2 separate regions of the Rattus norvegicus genome follow, and region 2 is linked to region 1. Evidence: chromatin contacts called from public Hi-C data. All regions are on one chromosome and are shown on one strand. The core of a region is the stretch at or near the end of the contact, and the rest is flanking DNA. Distances in the headings are between cores, read along the strand shown.

Region 1 (4,101 bases), core at 1,134-3,633:
CGTTGCTTGCTTCTTTAGTGGGGTTTGCGTGGCCCATTTCCCGGCGTTGTTGTCACCGATAAGGCTGAGTGTCTGCATGTGGGTCAGTATTCTCATCTGTCAGACGGGGTGATGACCTCTCTGTGAGGAACAACTTAGGGCCTTGATGTGGCCTGCATGGAACATTGACTTGGGTAACTGCTCACCACCTGTTTCCCTACTGCTCGCTTTGTCAAAGTCAGAGGGGCGGGGAAGTCGTAGGTTCTATGAGTGCTTTGTTCGCTTAAGTTTTTAAAAAGATTTATTTATTTTATGTATATAAGCACACTGTCACTGTCTTCAGACACACCAGAGGAGGGCATCAGATCCCATTACAGGTGATTGTGAGCCACCATGTGGTTGCTGGGAATTGAACTCAGGACCTCTGGAAGAGCAGTCGGTGCTCTAACCATTGAGCCATCTCTCCAGCCCCTGCTGTTTATTTAAATAAACAAAAAACTCTTCTGAGCCGGGGAGACAGCTCAGTGTGTAAATCACTTGCCAAGCAAGCATGACGGCCAGAGTTTGGTCCCCAACTCCCATATAAAAATTATGTGAGTAGGACAGCCTGCCTGTAATCCCAGCACATCCCAAAGCAAGTGGGCTAACCCGATTAGCCAAGATGGTAAGTTCTGGGTTCAGCAAGAGGAGAGACCCTACTTCTACCTCATTATATAAGTTGGAGTGTGATCAAGTAAGATACTCAAGTGTCAAGGTCAGCCTTGCACAAACATGTGTGCACATGCACTTGTAAACTCACAGGCCTATGCACACAAGAGCAGTTCTGAGCCTCAGAGTAATTGACCCACTTCAAAATTTCTTTCTGCCTCAGTAAAAGCTTCTCTGGAACAGTAGACCACACTGCACAAATGCAGTAGTCATGGTGGTCAGGGCTGGGTCTGGATCAGGAGGAATATTTTGAAATTCGCAGTAGCTAGATCGCAGAATTCTTTTATGTGTGTCTTATGAGACAGAGCGCCTGCATTTGAATCCCAGCTAGCTATGAAGCTTGACCACTAGCTTTAAAAAATACTGTACTTTTAAATTTAATGTCATCTCAATCTTAAAATGAGAATGAGACTCATTCTTTTTGTCATGGAGCTCCGGGGAAAATGTAACGTACTCATAGGTATAAAGTCAAAAGTATCATTGGAAAAGTGCCTGGTCCGATGAATGTTGTCCATTATTATCAAGTAAATGAATTAATGCATTAATTGTGTGTTTATAAAGGCATGTCTTCTAACCCTCATTTATATCACCGAATAGTTGATTTTGGCAGTATCTAGAATTACCCAGGAGACAAATTCTAGGCATGCCACTAAGGGTATTTTTAGTTGGAATTAATTGAGAAGCCCACCCAGAATGTGAATTCTATTATTGCATGGGCTGGGGTCCTGGGTTCGTTCGTGTTCTCTCTCTCTCTCTCTCTCTCTCTCTCTCTCTCTCTCTCTCTCTCTCTCTCTCTCTGCCTCTCTGCTTCCAGATACGGGTACGGTTTGCTGAGGTCCCTCTCAGCTCCCAGTGCCCCAGATTTGTAAGTCAGGCAGATGCCTTCTTCCTTCACTTGCTTTGGTTAGGTATTTTATCACAGCAGTGAGAGAGAAAAGTTAAATTCATCAATGAGATAATTAGATTTAGAGATTAAAGGTCCTTTGGCAATTATCTATCCCAAGTCACAGTCAAATCTAAGAAGCCTAAATCCACAAAGGTCAGATTCCTCACTCCTGATAGTCCAGACCCTGGGAGCAGTCCTCAGCTGGTAACCTGTCTTTGTCTCTATCAGATTGAGGAGAATTGCGTGGTTTAATCATAATAATGTTTACAGTTGGCAGAAAATGCACACTTAGAGCAAGCGGTCAGACACGTCATAGTCAGTTTATGTTCCACTCACAAGAACCTTCTACCTTGGTCCCCATTTCTTGGCGTTCACGTTACACAGAAAACACAATAGAAAGCTTTTTTTCCCATTTTGGTGGCTGTGGGGGCTCTGGAACATCAAGTTTCTTCTTGAGTGATGATTTTTATTTTCGGTGGAAGGCTGCCAATGTTGCGTGTTTACCCACCGCCTCAGGGGAACGCACACCACAGCCTAGAGAAAGGGCTTTGTGTCCCTTAGGTGTTCTGAAACACCACCCGGGGAGACAGACCCCCTCCATGTCTCTTGCTCTCTTTCCTGAAACATAAAAGCTAAAACAGAGAACATAGCCAGCCAGGTCCTTAGAGCCCAGGAGGAGTGGAATCTTTCATTTCATGTGATCACGTGGACTAGCTGGCTCTTTGGACTCTGAAGTGTCCTGTGCATCCTGTTCATGCCCTTTAAACCTGTTTGTACCAGAGTTTTAAATAGTGATAACCTGGCTTCCATAGTGGCGTGGTGTGGGTGTCCTCAGGACACAGCGAGCTCATGACCACACTCCATGAGCCAGGATCAGTGCTGGCCTGCTCCCTCACAGTGGCCCCTTACCACTGCTTCCTAAAACCCTCTTCTGTTTGAAATGCCACTCATTGTTGGCTGGCTTGCTTGTTGTTGGGTTTTTATTTTTGTTTATTTTATTTTATTGGTGACTGATGGGACAGGAAAAGATCATATCATTGCTTCCATACCAATATTTAGCATCAAAGGGAAGACAGACATCAGGAAGTTACATCTTCAATCATTCAAAACATTGCCGTGAAAATTTCGAGACACAATATAAAAGTGTGCGCATGTTGGCTAAATTGTTTACAGGTCGTGTCTCACTGCCCCTTCTGTCTTCTGTACTGTGCTTCTGTTGTATTTTTATACTGTTAGGGAGAGCATCCCAGTTATCCACTTGGAGAAAGCTTAGCCACTCTTGGCCCCAGCCTAATGCCAGCCCCTTTGCTGTCAGAAGTAAAGCAAACTGTCTAAGTGCCTGGTGCCAGAGAGGGTGGGCTTGTGCTCAACTCCAGCTCTGTCCATGACTTAGCTGTCACTTCCCTAAGTAAATTGGGACCTCTATGCCTTGCATTCTCTCCACCTGTAAAATATAGCAAGTGCCAGATCAGCTAGGGCTCTGTAGTGAACACTGTGGCAAAAATCAAGAATGAATAAGAATGGATAGATGGATGGATAGATGAATGGACAGATAAATGGATGGATGAATGGATGGATGGATGGGGTGGATGAATGGGGTGGATGGATGAATGGATGGATAGGTAGATGGATGAATGGATGGATAGATGAATGGATGGATGGAGGGACAGATGGATGGAGGATGGATGAATAGATAAATAGATGTTTCATTTACTTGAGATTGTTTAAAATAGAGCAAGGCATAGTGTCAAATGTCTATAATCTCAGCACTCAGGAGGCTGAGTCAGGAGAGTGATTTCTGGACCAGCCTGGGTTATGTTGCAAGTGCTAGACTAGCCTCTTAGACAAACATAGTGAGACCCTGACTCTCAACAGAACAAAACAATAATTGTTTACTTCACCCTTGGTGTTATTATGCATTCATGCCTCAAGCATTAAAATGACGATGCATCCAAAGGGGTTGTCCAGGTTTCTGGGTCTAATGTGTAACCAATGATCTTGGAGACTTTGCTCATGGTCTACAGGGTGTGTGCACACACACATGTGACTACGTTCGAGGCTGTCCATCTGCACTAGTGCAGACGCCAGGAGGGTCAGGTGTCCTTCCAGATTACAGTCCACGGTTTCTTTGAGACCTTGTCTCTCCTGGAACCAGGGGTTGATGCTTCTGAGGCAAGGCTGGAAGCCAGCAAGCCCCAGTGGCCCTCCCTGTTTGTGCCTCCTTGTAGCTGGGGTTGCTAGTGCGCACAAGATGGCCGCTTGTGACATAGAAGCTGGGACCCAAATGTTGGAACGCATGACTGTCCAAGTGCTCTTGACCACTTAGGCACCACTCCAAGAAGGGTCCCCAAGGGTCCCACTAGGGTCTCCCAAGAAGCAGTGTCCCAGCTTGCTTAGGACTTGCTGTGCTGTTCTCCAGTTACAGGGTATTCCACCATCCATACGGCAAAGTGAAAATGGAAATACCTTTGAGGGTAAGCATTGCTCTAGTTTGCTTTCTGTTGCCGTGACGAAACACTCTGGCCAAA
Region 2 (4,101 bases), core at 1,043-3,542, 240 kb after region 1:
GTCACATGTGCGGAGTGCTCAGTGGAGGAACAGTTCGAGTTGATAAGGTTAGAGGACTAAATGTGATATGAAATGCTAGTGACGTAATAGCAGTTTGACATACACCAACTTTGGCAAAAAGTAATGCAGGAAAATGTTCAGTAAGGAGAGTTGTGTGGGACTCTGTGGGGCGCTGTGGGGCTCTGCCTGCATCAGGCAGAAGTTCCCTGCTCTGAGGCGATGTGCTTGCTGCTCAGACTCCTATCTTCTGTTCACTGAGGGCTGAAGGGCAGTTCTCTGAGCTAAGGTGAGCGGAGTCCTTATCCCCTTGACAAAGAACTAAAATAAAACTGATCTAAATAAAAACATACTTTGATAATGAATTCCCAGCATAGCTTTATTTAATTATAAATTCTTACGATTTGTTATCTATCTGAGTTATGTTTAATTTGGCTTTAAAATATTCTGAGAAATTTAGCAGTCAACTCTTGTGAGCTGACTCTAGCCAGCCCTGAAGGGAAAGAGGGCAGAGCCAAGGAGACTCCTCTCCTCCCTCCAGTCCTGTCTCCCTTCATCAGCGTGGGATTTCGCAGCCTTCCGGCCGTGCACATCATCGAGGAGGGACCCAAAGTACCAGATATACTTTCATTCTGCTGAGTTTACCACTGCAGTCCCCAACCGTGCACAGCAGGCACAGCAATGACATTCACAGTGACAGTAGCCAGAAAAGCTCCTCCTCGGTTGACACACTCTGAGTGCACCCTATCTGCTGGCCACTTGTGGCTTCCATTAAGCCTTGATAACTTTGACATCTTGAGTTAGTCAGCTAGGAGAACCTCGGAATGGGGTTTGAAGCCATGTCTAGCTTCAACACAAACTCTTTGTGCAGCCGAGGTGAAAGGCAACTGAGGACCAAGGCCCTTTCTGTGTGTTGAGACTTATTTCATGCAGGGGCTGGAGTGATGGACGGCTCAGCAGTGGAGAGCTCTAGCTGCTCTTGAAGAGCAACCCGTGTTCTGTCCCCAGCACCCATGGTGAGCGGCTCACAGCTACCAGCTTGAAGAGATTGGATGCCTCCTCCTGCCCTCTGCGGGCCCGCGCCTGCCTTCGTGCACACATAACTTAACAAAATATTTTTAAAACTTTCCCATCTGAGCAGCGTCACGTTACCACAGGACACTAGGCCCCTCCTGTTCTACTTCAGTGACTGAGAACAATGCATTGTGTCGGGGGTGGGGGAAGTGTTTGTTTCTGTGGACAAGAGGCATCCTTCATCTGTTCATGTCGAGGTTGTGGGCGGATTTGAAGAACTAAACGTGCTTTGATTTCTTGTAAAGAAGGGATCCAAAGGCTCGGAGAGGCTGGAGTGACGCATGAGTACATTTGTCACTTATGGCACACTTGCCCACGTAAGGAGGGTCCGAAAGACATACTTTTTCTAGGTAGCGTACGAAGTAGATTTTCGGTGGGAACCACAGCATCCTTGAAGAACTCTGAAGGGCTCACTTCATCGGCTAGACCAAATGTTGGGGGATGCAGCCATGAAAGGGGGAAGACTGAGTGTAATGAGAGGAATGGGTCCTTAGTCACCAAGACAACAAGATGTGCAGCCAGAACAGATACCAGAGGCATTGATTCTGCAGAGTTAAGGCCTTGGCTCATTAATCATAGTGAGTCTAGGAGTGAGATAGACAAGTCAGGTTCAATTCTCACCCATATGTGACAAGAGAAACTTCTGTGTCCAGCCAATGAAACTCGAATTCGAATCATTTAAAAAAAAAAGTTACAGCCTTTTGTCCAATCCCTATATTTGGGTCAGTTTACAGAATCAAACGCTTTGGAATGAGAGAGAAAACCTTTGTTCTCAGTCAAACATTTCATATGGTTAATATTTCTCCCAGCCTCTCCCTAAAGAGATCTCTAGCCTTTAACCAGGATATCTTTACACAAGGCAAAAATCAGTTGCTCAGAACGTTGGGAGACTTCCAGAAGCTGTCTATGAAATGACAGTGGATGCGGGTGACCATAGTGCTACTGAGACTTTTTAGAGTAGAGGCTTATGGGGTCAGGGACCACTCTATGTCCATATCACTGATCGCCCCTGTGTGATTTTCACAGTTCCAGAACATATAATCGGGTTAAGCACAGTTGGCAGTTAAGGTGTAATGTCAACAAGCCTTCCTTGATCCGTGGCGCTCAAACTAAGATGGTGGGGAAAGCCAAATGTGCCTGTCGGGGTCCCTTCCATTTAAGAGCAATGGTGATCTGAGTCAATGCTGCGTTCCTGGAGAAACGCCAAGGTTAGTGTAATGCTGAAACCAGAGAGCATTGAAGACAGGTCAAAGGGCTCTGGCAGACCAGAGCACACAAGCTTAGCACCCTCCAACAGGTTCTGCCTTTCTCTCTCCTCCCAGCTAAACCATTAGATGGTCTAGTCCCTTGTTTGGCCACTTCCTCCTCCTGAGGCAACCAAAGTCCAACTACAAAGTATTGAAGTCCAGCAACCAAAAGCCCCCTTCTGGCTCACCCAATTAACATGCCCCATCGAGGACTGGAGAGATGGCTCAGCAGTTAAGAGCACTGACTGCTCTTCCAGAGGTCCTGAGTTCAAATCCCAGCAACCACACAGTGGCTCACGACCATCTGTAATGGGATCCGATGCCCTCTTCTGGTGTGTCAGCTACAGTGTACTTATAAATAAACAAATAAATAAATCTTTTTTAAAAAATCTTTTTAAAAAATGCCCAATCAAAATAAAACAACTCATCCTAACACTGGGTCCCCCTTTCCCTTGATAAACTACCATTTGCTCATGGGTCCTGCCTGACTCCTCTCTACCCAGAGGCAGTCCTTTGTCTCTCCAGGGCAAATATTCCTTCTCTCTCTCCTTTGTTCCTTTCCCCTTCTCTCTTGTCCTCCATCTCCTGTCTTTGTCTCTTATTCCCTGCCCTTTGACCCTCCGGGACAAGTGAATCTCCTTCATGCTGAGAAGTTGGTCTTGGTGTGTCCTTTGCCAACTCCAGTGCTCTTAAGGGTGGTTTCCACCACAACCCTGGTCAGCTCCATTTTGCCTGTGTAGAAAACAAATGGGTCATGGAGAAAGATGGTGGGATACTGGGAGCTTGGCCAGGCTGTACCTCCAGTTACAGCAGCTGCACCAGATATGATTTTCATTGTCAGGAAGACCCACGTGTACCTTGGAAACTCAGATGCAGTTGTGGGTCTAGTAAGTGATTAGTTCTTTTTTTTCCCTCTATATTTTACCAGAAGACTCACCAGAATGGACTTGCTTCCAGCAGGTACGGCTAACAATACACCTTCACTGCCCTGTCTCTGACCAATGCTAGCACTTAATCTTACATCCCATGCAAGGATCCGGATTACTCTTTCCTTTCAGAAGACATCACTGATAAGCAAGAGGGTGGCTCAGCAGTAATGGTACCTGCCACCAACCTTGCCAACCTGAGTTGACACAAAGGCTTCACACGGTGGAAGGAGTAAGCCACCTCCCACACAATGTCCTCTGACATTCACACTCACCACACACACACACACACACACACACACACACACACGCGCGCGCGCGCGCGCGCGCGCGCATGCACACCACATGAATGTTAAACTCTGGGACCTTTTCCCTATGCAAAGCTTGTTAGGGGCCAGTGGTGGAACACATTTCAAGGCATCTGCTTTTAGGTTAAGCGTCAGCTGTTACATCCACAGCCTCTCAAGCAAGAGCACAGAGGCAAGCACTCTGGGTTTGAAGTCAGCATAATCTTCACTGGAGAGCATTACTGGGCAACCAGAAAGGCAGCTATCTCTGAGTGGGACCCAGAACAAGAGAAAGAGGCTCAACGTAAGCTTCCATGCCAACTGGATGTGTAACCCAACGCATGCAGCTATGTTTAAAGTAGCAGTAGCCATTGCTGCCCAGGGCCTTTGGAAAGCCCTAACGGTGAACTCACAGTGTGGGACTTTTAGAGCAAGGCCCTAACATCATCTGAGAGAAAAGAGAAATCTCTTTTTCCATTACTGAGCCTTCGTAGAGGGCACCAAGTTACCATGTGAGTTGCACCACGCATAGGAAGTGATTGTTGTGTTAAAACACGGGACCATAAAGCT

The links. Hi-C and Micro-C count contacts between places; a contact is called where the count stands out from the background.
Region 2: a contact with region 1 is called in a Hi-C map of liver, with 4 times the contacts expected there. The contact joins two enhancer-like sites. A contact is called at or near these places in 12 of 12 Hi-C or Micro-C datasets (the A7r5 cell line, the Rat2 cell line, Schwann cells and 7 more) and 1 of 1 datasets of contacts at active chromatin or transcription factors (oligodendrocytes).

The regions. Positions count from the first base shown.
Region 1 is chr4:177,193,023-177,197,123 of GRCr8, forward strand. No RefSeq gene overlaps it. Among named protein-coding and RNA genes, the nearest start is that of Ldhb, 18 kb to the left of the region's middle. Within about 2 kb of position 2,384, at least 1 of the 93 cell types and tissues checked has an H3K27ac peak or open chromatin away from gene starts, as enhancers often do. A contact at or near this core is called in liver, where this site is marked.
Region 2 is chr4:177,430,694-177,434,794 of GRCr8, forward strand. No RefSeq gene overlaps it. Among named protein-coding and RNA genes, the nearest start is that of Cmas, 17 kb to the right of the region's middle. Within about 2 kb of position 2,293, at least 35 of the 93 cell types and tissues checked have an H3K27ac peak or open chromatin away from gene starts, as enhancers often do. A contact at or near this core is called in liver, where this site is marked.